Linked DNA regions of Mus musculus: region 2 is linked to region 1. A link is a contact called in public ChIA-PET data. All regions are on one chromosome and are shown on one strand. Each heading gives the region's core, a stretch centred on a gene start, on an enhancer-like site or on the middle of the called end of the contact. The rest is flanking DNA. Distances are from core to core; before and after follow the strand shown.

What was found. ChIA-PET counts read pairs in DNA pulled down with a chosen protein or histone mark.
Region 2: an RNA polymerase II ChIA-PET map of memory CD8 T cells shows a contact between it and region 1, with 7 read pairs. The contact joins the promoter of Ptpn4 here to the enhancer-like site in region 1. A contact is called at or near these places in 3 of 39 promoter capture datasets (3T3-L1-derived adipocytes and the C10 cell line), 4 of 115 datasets of contacts at active chromatin or transcription factors (the SCID.adh cell line, effector CD8 T cells, embryonic stem cells and 1 more) and 2 of 9 other capture datasets (adipose tissue and pancreatic islet).

What each region holds. Positions count from the first base shown.
Region 1 is chr1:119,711,049-119,715,033 of GRCm38.p6, forward strand. The region is part of intron 13 of Ptpn4 (protein tyrosine phosphatase, non-receptor type 4); the gene reads right to left. Among named protein-coding and RNA genes, the nearest start is that of Epb41l5, 64 kb to the left of the region's middle. Within about 2 kb of position 2,598, at least 11 of the 459 cell types and tissues checked have an H3K27ac peak or open chromatin away from gene starts, as enhancers often do. A contact at or near this core is called in effector CD8 T cells and memory CD8 T cells, where this site is marked.
Region 2 is chr1:119,835,486-119,839,541 of GRCm38.p6, forward strand. Ptpn4 (protein tyrosine phosphatase, non-receptor type 4) reads right to left here and starts at 1,586. Exons shown (of 27, transcript NM_019933.2): 1 at 1,417-1,586.

The DNA of each region.
Region 1 (3,985 bases), core at 1,348-3,847:
ATTCAAATAACCCCATTAAAAATGGGGTGCAGAGCTTAACAGAGAATTCTCACCTGAGGAATACCGAATGGCTGAGAAGCACCTGAAAAAATGTTCAGCATCCTTAATCATCAGGGAAATGCAAATCAAAACAATGCTGAGATTCCACCTCACACCAGTCAGAAAGGCTAAGATCAAAAATTCAGCTGACAGCAGATGCTGGCGAGGATGTGGAGAAAGAGGAACACTCCTCCACTGTTGGTGGGCTTGCAAGCTTGTACAACCACTCTGGAAGTCAGTCTGGAGGTTCCTCAGAAAATTGGACATAGTACTACCGGAGGATCCCGCAATACCTCTCCTGGGCATATACCCAGAAGAAGTTCCAACTGGTAATAAGGACACATGCTCCATTATGCTCACAGCAGTCATATTTATAATAGCCAGAAGCTGGAAAGAACCCAGATGTCCCTCAACAGAAGAATGGATACAGAAAATGTGCTACATTTACACAATGGAATACTGCTCAGCAATTAAAAACAATGGATTTATGAAATTCTTGGACAAATGGATATACCTGGAGGATATCATCCTTAGGGAGGTAACCCAATCTCAAAGAAGGCATTAGATGTGCACTCACTGATAAGTAGAAATTAGCTCAGAAACATAGAACACCCAAGATACAATTTGCAAAACACAAGAAAATCAAGAGGAGGGAAGACCAATTGGTGGATAGTTCATTCCTCCTTAGAATAGAGAACAAAATACCCATGAAAGGAGTTACAGAGACAAAGTTTGGAGCTAAGATGAAAGGATGGACTATCCAGAGACTACCCTACCCGGGGATCCATCCTATAATCAGCCACCAAACCCAGACACTATTGCACAATGCCAGAAAGATTTTGCTGAAGGGACCCTGTTATAGCTGTCTCATATGAGGCTATGCCAGTGCCTGGCAAATATAGAAGTGGATGTTCAGTCATCTATAAGATGGAACACAAGGCCCCCAATGGAGAAGCTAGAGAAAGCACCCAAGGAGCTGAAGGGGTCTGCAACCCTATAGGTGGAATAACAATATGAACTAAACAGTACCCCCAGAGCTTGTATCTCTAGCTGCATATGTAGCAGAAGATGGCCTAGTCGGTCATCACTGGGAAGAGAGGCTCCTTGGTATTGCAGACTTTATATGCCCCAATAAAGGGGAATGCCAGGGCGAAGAAGCAGGAGTGGGTGGGTAGGGGAGCAGGGCAGAGGGAGGGTATAGGGAACTTTCAGGATAGCATTTGAAATGTATATAAAGAAAATATCTAATAAAAAGTAAATAAATAGAAAGAAAAAAAAAAAAGAAAAAAGAAAAAACCCAGATGGCCTAATAGCTCTTCTATCAGAGGATCCTGGTTCAATTCCCAGTATTCACATGGCAGCTCACAACTGTCTGCAACTCCTATTCCAGGGGATCCAGTAACCTCATGCAGACATATATGCAGGAAAATAAATAAATAAAAATTTTAAAAGTTTGTTAAATTATGAATAATTATAAATCAAAATCATACAATTATCCTATCATTTCAGGGTTTGACAGCCAAATCCTCTCACAGGTTAGGCTAATCTCTTTGAACTCTAAAATCAATGTGCATCTTCTAAAAGAGACATGATGCTACTTGTAACCAACAAGCAAACAAAAAGGACAGACACAAATTTCATTTTCCAAATGTTTCAAAGTAATTTAAGTTCAAAGACCTCTTCCTATCACTGTGAGTTTTAGTTTAGGACTTGAATCTGCACACTATTAGATTTAAGCTCTCACAGTGGAGAACACATAAATTCAATTAGTCATATATGAAAATATATTATATAGTCTTTTCAATTTAAAACATAAAATCTCAAGCTTACCATAATTTACCACCTATAGTTCTTTTACTAGTGTTAATCCTTACTATTCACAAACTATTCTTCCCTCATATATTAGATCAAATGTAAGTGATAAGAGCTAAGATTAATTACTGAGAGAAAAAAAATCATCTGAAAAATTGAAAATCCAGCATACTTACCTAGTACAAACTGTATGAACACTTCAATCTTGGTAATGAACTAAACATGTTTGGAAATGTCTTGAGCTAACTAAATTTCAGGCATCTTAATTTATTAACAGCTCTAACCTCAGAGACCCACCCACTCAAGCTTACTGTCTATATTTCCTGTTCTGAGCGGAAATTTCAGAGAAAAAAATACCACACTGTTAGCAATGTGGTGAGTTTATTTTCTGACCGTGGCACCTTATTTTTCTGTTGAAGAAAAATTTGCTCTCATCTCTTCCTCAGATATTATTATATGATAACTGAAAAAGTGTGAAAGCAATTCAAAAATTAGATATAAAAGGGAAAATAAGGTAGTTATTGGTAAAATTTTTCATATAAAGTTTAAAGGCCTTTTTCGTCTTCCTATTTATACTGCCATTTAAAATTCTAAGAGAGAAAATAAATCTGGAATTCTTAACCAAAATGACCTAATTCTTGCTAAAACCATTAGAGAATTTAGTAGCTAATTATAAGGTAAAAGAGTCTTATAAAAACAATCCAAGGATCCAGGCAATGGTGGTGCTCACAATTATCTCTGCACTCAGGAGGCAGAGCCAGGCAGATCCCTGAGTAAAAGGCTAGTCTGGTCTACAAAGCGGGTTCCAGGACAGTCAGGCTACACAGAGAAACCCTATCTCGAAAAACCAAACTAAACCAACAATAACAACAACAAAAAAAACAAACAAGCGAGCTAAATAAACTTAAACAATCCCAGGAAAGCATAGATTTCCAGAGACAAAACAATCATTAAGACAGCCCAGCACTATTAAAACTTCGCACCAAGACTTGAGCATACAGTACCAAAGTAGAACACTTGGCTAGCATGTGCAAGGTTTGGGAACCTAGCACCTTAAAAAAGAAACATATCTATCCTCCTGACCCACACACACCAAAAAAAAAAAAAAAAAAAAAAAGACAGTCCCTGACAACCTTCCTAGAATATTAATAGTGAATGACAAAACAATGAAGATCAGGCATAACAAAATCTAGTATGTACAAAAATCATTAAAATAAGACAATGCTTTGATTTTCAAAAATAGAGAGTGCTGCAAGTAAGAGACAGTACAAAAAACCAGAACAGGTTCTTTCTAAATTAGAACAATTATGCCACTAGGAGTAAAGTTATCTTATGGTCAGTTGTACAGAAAACATTTGAGTGACATTTACTAAACCCCTTTGTTTTTCAGGTCTATACCACTTTCTAATTGGAACAGTGATGTCCATGATAGTTACCAGGCAGACAGACAGATACACACACACACACACACACACACACACACACACACACACCTGAGTCTATGAAGGGAAAAACCCTGAATAAATGCCAATAAGTTTGTAAGGGGCTGTTGCGGATGACATATTCTTCAAGTCACTTGAAACTGTCGGGATTTTAGAATATAATGATCTATCACTAATTGGTAGAAACAGGGAATAATTTTCATGTTGGGAGGAAGAAAATGAGAAAAAGCAACGACAAACACTAAACTATTTCTTCTAGAAATACAAAGTTGAAAAGACCTTTGAATTTTTGACCAAGTAAAATTTTCCTGTTATCTTTATAAATGCTTCCAAAATTCTAGCAACAGTAGATGCCAGACATACAACTCTTCAAGGCTTTTTGCTCTCGAAGTAATTTCCACCGGGAACAAACACTTGTTTCATTGTCCCTCTAGCCATCTAACATCAGCAGTCGATGTTAGGTCCCTCAAATTTGTTCCCTATTCTACATCAATGTATGGTAGAGGTCTTTATTAGTTTTGCTTGGATTACTGTAATTATCTCCTAATTAGTTATAAGTATCAAACCCATACTTTGCTAACCCATTCTCTATCCTTAACTTTTTCCCAAATTGTATCATTTTTGTCTCTAGAAAACAAACTGGCCCTCCCAAACTCTAATGAAATAAAGGTAAGTACACTTTTTAAAAGGCA
Region 2 (4,056 bases), core at 336-2,835, 120 kb after region 1:
AGACAGCTCATAAGCTTCTCCTTGTAAACTGGCTTTTTCTTTAAAAGAGTATTAAATTTGTAATCCTCAAATTCAAGATTTAAATAATATATCTAGGTTATAGTCTACTAGGTACTCTGAATAATTGTTTAAGGTCATCCCTCCCGTTTTGGAAAACAAGTTTTCCCCTTTGACACACTTATGTTTGTTCACAAACCCAGGGTTCTCAAAAGGCTGCCATATTTGCCCTTCCAGTCTTCTAGTCTGACTTTACAAGTCAGATACATTAGCTTTTCTTGTTTTTCCTCCACAGCCATCTTTTAAATGTGACCAAATAACTGTGTTATTTCATCTGGACCCAAGATCTGGTCACACACTCAGTATTTCTTGAATTGCTTATTCCAAAAGTTAGGTATGACTAGTCCTCCTGGAACAGGCAGTTTTTAAAACCCCCTACGTAGTCCTTGTCCACACTGATGTCACTCTGTGATGCAAAGCCAAACATAAAGTCTCTGACATAAGTTTCAGGGAAACATCGATATGGATTATCATTGAAACTGTAAATTGTTCCATTACTTTAGAAACCCCAGCAAATGCATCCATACATGCATTTAACTACCTACACACACACACACACACACACACACACACACACACACACACACACATCTAGCTTTTCTTGAATCTCTGATTGAACTGATTTCCAGAAATCGTCCTGGGACAATTGAGGTGTCTACGCTTTGGTAAGCACAGTTCCTGTCCACAAAGGATAATCATACGCTCCATTTTTCCTGTAAGTAACTATAAAACAAACATTGACACCGAAACAAAAATGTAAAGCCAGAAAGCCACAAATGACTGTGCTTAACATTTTACAAAACCCCACAAACACCGATCTGTTCTTGACTACATACTCACGCTGAATCTAAACATCATGAAGGTAGGGACGATTCCAAAGCAGCATGAAAAATCTAAGTTCAGATGTTCTACATCTCAACTTTTTGGGCCCAACTACTGATTCCTAAAAGCAAGTATAATACTAGCAAGTCACAAGAGACTTTCAAGTTCAATGGAAGATAGCGTGTGTTCCTACCGCGTGCGGAAAAAAAATAAAGATGCTTATATGAGTCAATTAACCTAACATTAACAATTAGAAAAAAGAATCCCACAAATGAAATACTGAAGATTCTCCAGCCTTACCTTGAGTTTAGGAACATTTCATCTCCGCATCTATTCCACCCCTTCTCCCGTGCACTCATCCCTAGCAGATTTCAACTATAAACCCCAGGAAGATTCGAGTGCTCCGACCCACTAAGAAAAGGGAAGTCGATCGGGTAGTCTGGCCGCCCGGCTCGGCGAGCTTCAGGTGCGCGCCCACGACCTGCAAAGGGGGCCCAAACAGGCCGAGCGAAGGACCGCCCCAAGCGCCTCTCTTACCTTCGTTATCACAGCCGCGTCCTCCCGGCTGGAGAAAGGGGGGGGGGGGGGGGAATCCAAATACAAAAAGGCAGGAGGCCCCGGGCTCGCGGCCGGGTGAAAGAAGCGCGTGGTCCGCGTCGAGGTGCTCGCCCTCAGCGTCCCGAGAACAGCCGCCGCCACAGCGGCCGCGCCACGGCCGCGGGCCGCCTGCACCCCGTCATCCTGCGGGGCTGCGGCGGGGCTGGCGTGCGCGGGGAGGCGCGCGCTCGCACCTCGCGGCGAGATGAGCTAATCCCTTCACACGCGCCCCGAAAGTGCCGCGGTCCCCGCAAGCTGCGGGCCGAAGTCAAGTCTCTTTCAAGTCCCGGAGCCCCGATTTCTGACAGCTCCCGGGAGTCTTAAAAGAACAATGTCGCGTCCGCGGAGCAGGGAAGCGCGCGCGGCGTGAAGCGGCGGGTGACTCCAGGGAGGCGGCTCTGTGTGAGAGTGCAAAGGAGAGCCTCGGTCACCCTCCTCCTCCTTCTCCTCCTCCTCTCCTTCCTCCTCCTCCCTCGCCTCCACCGCCTCCTCCGTCTCCTCCTCCTCTCTCAAGCACACCCCGTCTCCGAGGCCGCAGCATAGCAACCGAACATGGCGGCTGCGCAGCCCCCGACCAGTCAGAGCCCCGGAACGGCGGCCTCGGCAACAGGAGGCGGTCTCGCGAGAGGTGAAGCCACGCCCTCTGCTCCGCCTCCTTCCCGCCTCCTACCCGGTTTCGGAGCGCGGGCGCCTGCCTAGAAGCACTGGTACTCACAGGTGCGAGAGAGACGGGATTTAGCGGGTTGGGAGGGGAGGGCGTGGCTCTGTGTCCACACCCCATCGCCAGGCAGCGATTGGTTCCTTGACTGTCAGTTCTGCCCCTCCTCCCTCTTCTAAGATGTACTTACTGACGGACTCTAGGGACACAAAAGAGGGGCAATAGCACAGAGTGGGGAAACTCGACCTCCTGGCATCAGGTTGTCCCAACTAAGTGCTAATAGAGGGTATAGGCTTTGAAGTGCAGTTTTCAATCAGTTCTCCTAAACATAAGGCCCTTGAAAACAAAGCCTAAGCAAAAGACGTTTCATGGATAAAACAAAGGATAGGTGCTTTCTGTGTGCAAGGAACACTGCTTTTTAAATCAAAGTCGTTCAATCATTTTAAGAATGAGGGTTGGTATTATCATGCCATGACCTTGAGGAGGGTATACCCTTAATATTTTCTGGGTAATACAAACTTGATGATGATAGAACATTCCTATAGAATAGGTGACCTCAACTAGGATCAAATGAAGGAAGGGTAAGTTGGGAGGACCCTCACATTTCCTCTTTGCTTGTTTTTCGTTTTTGTTTGTTTGTTTGTTTGTTTTACATTTCTTTATTTTGTATACACCTAAAATATGTGTGTCCATCTGTCTGTGTGTCTGTCTGTCTATCAGAGGACAAGGTTTGAGAGTTGGTAATCCTATGTGGGTCGCAAGGATTGAGCCAGACTTGGCAGCCAATTCCTTTCCTTTATCCTTTGACCCACCTCAAAAGTCCTTGACGTTTTTACCCACTTGGGGGTGGGGGGGGTGCCCTTTTCTGTGGCCAGGGTTCTTGTTAGATCTTAATCTCAATCTCTGTCACTAGAGACCTTATTTATAAAAAATGTTTTTCCTGGTGGTAGTGATGAATGCCTTTAATTCTGCCATTTGGGAGGCAGGGGAAGGTGGATTTCTGTGAGTTCCAGGCCAACTTGATATACAGAGCAAGTTCCAGGACAGCCAAGGCTAGACAGAGAAGCCTTGTCTTGAAAAACCAAAATAGATAAATAGATAGATATATAAATAGTTGGTTTGTTCAAAGGCCTCAGGAGAGAGCACTTGCCCAGTATATGTACAAGGTCCTCAGTGCCCAACACCCACATGCTACAAAGCTGCTTTTCTCCATGTTGACAAAATGATTTTACCGATAAGGAAAATCTGTTCAAAACTGTGGAAGACAATAATTTAAATTAATTTCTTCTCATTCTCATTCTGCTCCTACTCTTTCTTGTCCAGCTGGTGATGGACACTTGACCACATAGGAGGCTGAGGCAGGAGGATTAAGAGTTCAAGAACATCCTTAACTACACAGAAAGTCTCAGGCCAGCCTGTGCTCCATGATACCCTGTCTCAGAACCCAAGTGAGACAGGACAGCTCCAGGCGGTGCTCACTCGTTCTTCCCTAAGTCTGTATTCTTTCCTCCAGCTCTCCGTTTTGAAATCCTTTGTTTGTGGCATTGCTAAAATGCTTCTTATCTCACCTGGGTCAGCATTCATTCGTCCTTGAACAAAAGTTCAAAGAGAATTCGCCAGAGTCAAGCACCAAGTAATGATTTCTTCCTTCTGCAACACAGATGGCTCTAGGTTTAAACATCCCTTTAGTGCTTTTCACAATGTTCGTCTTACTACACAATCCTCAGCCCTGTGTGGGTATTGCTGATAGTCCGTGATTTGATCACTGCTATTACCTAAGGCAAAGCCTCTTAGTCATCTCTGCAGCCCTCAGAATGCCTGAGGACATTGCCTAGCAGGGGGAAATAAAGGCAGGGAAAGAACAAAACCTTTGAATCACAGGTGAGTAGGGTTTCAAGAAAATACCTGAAGTAGAGTCTGGC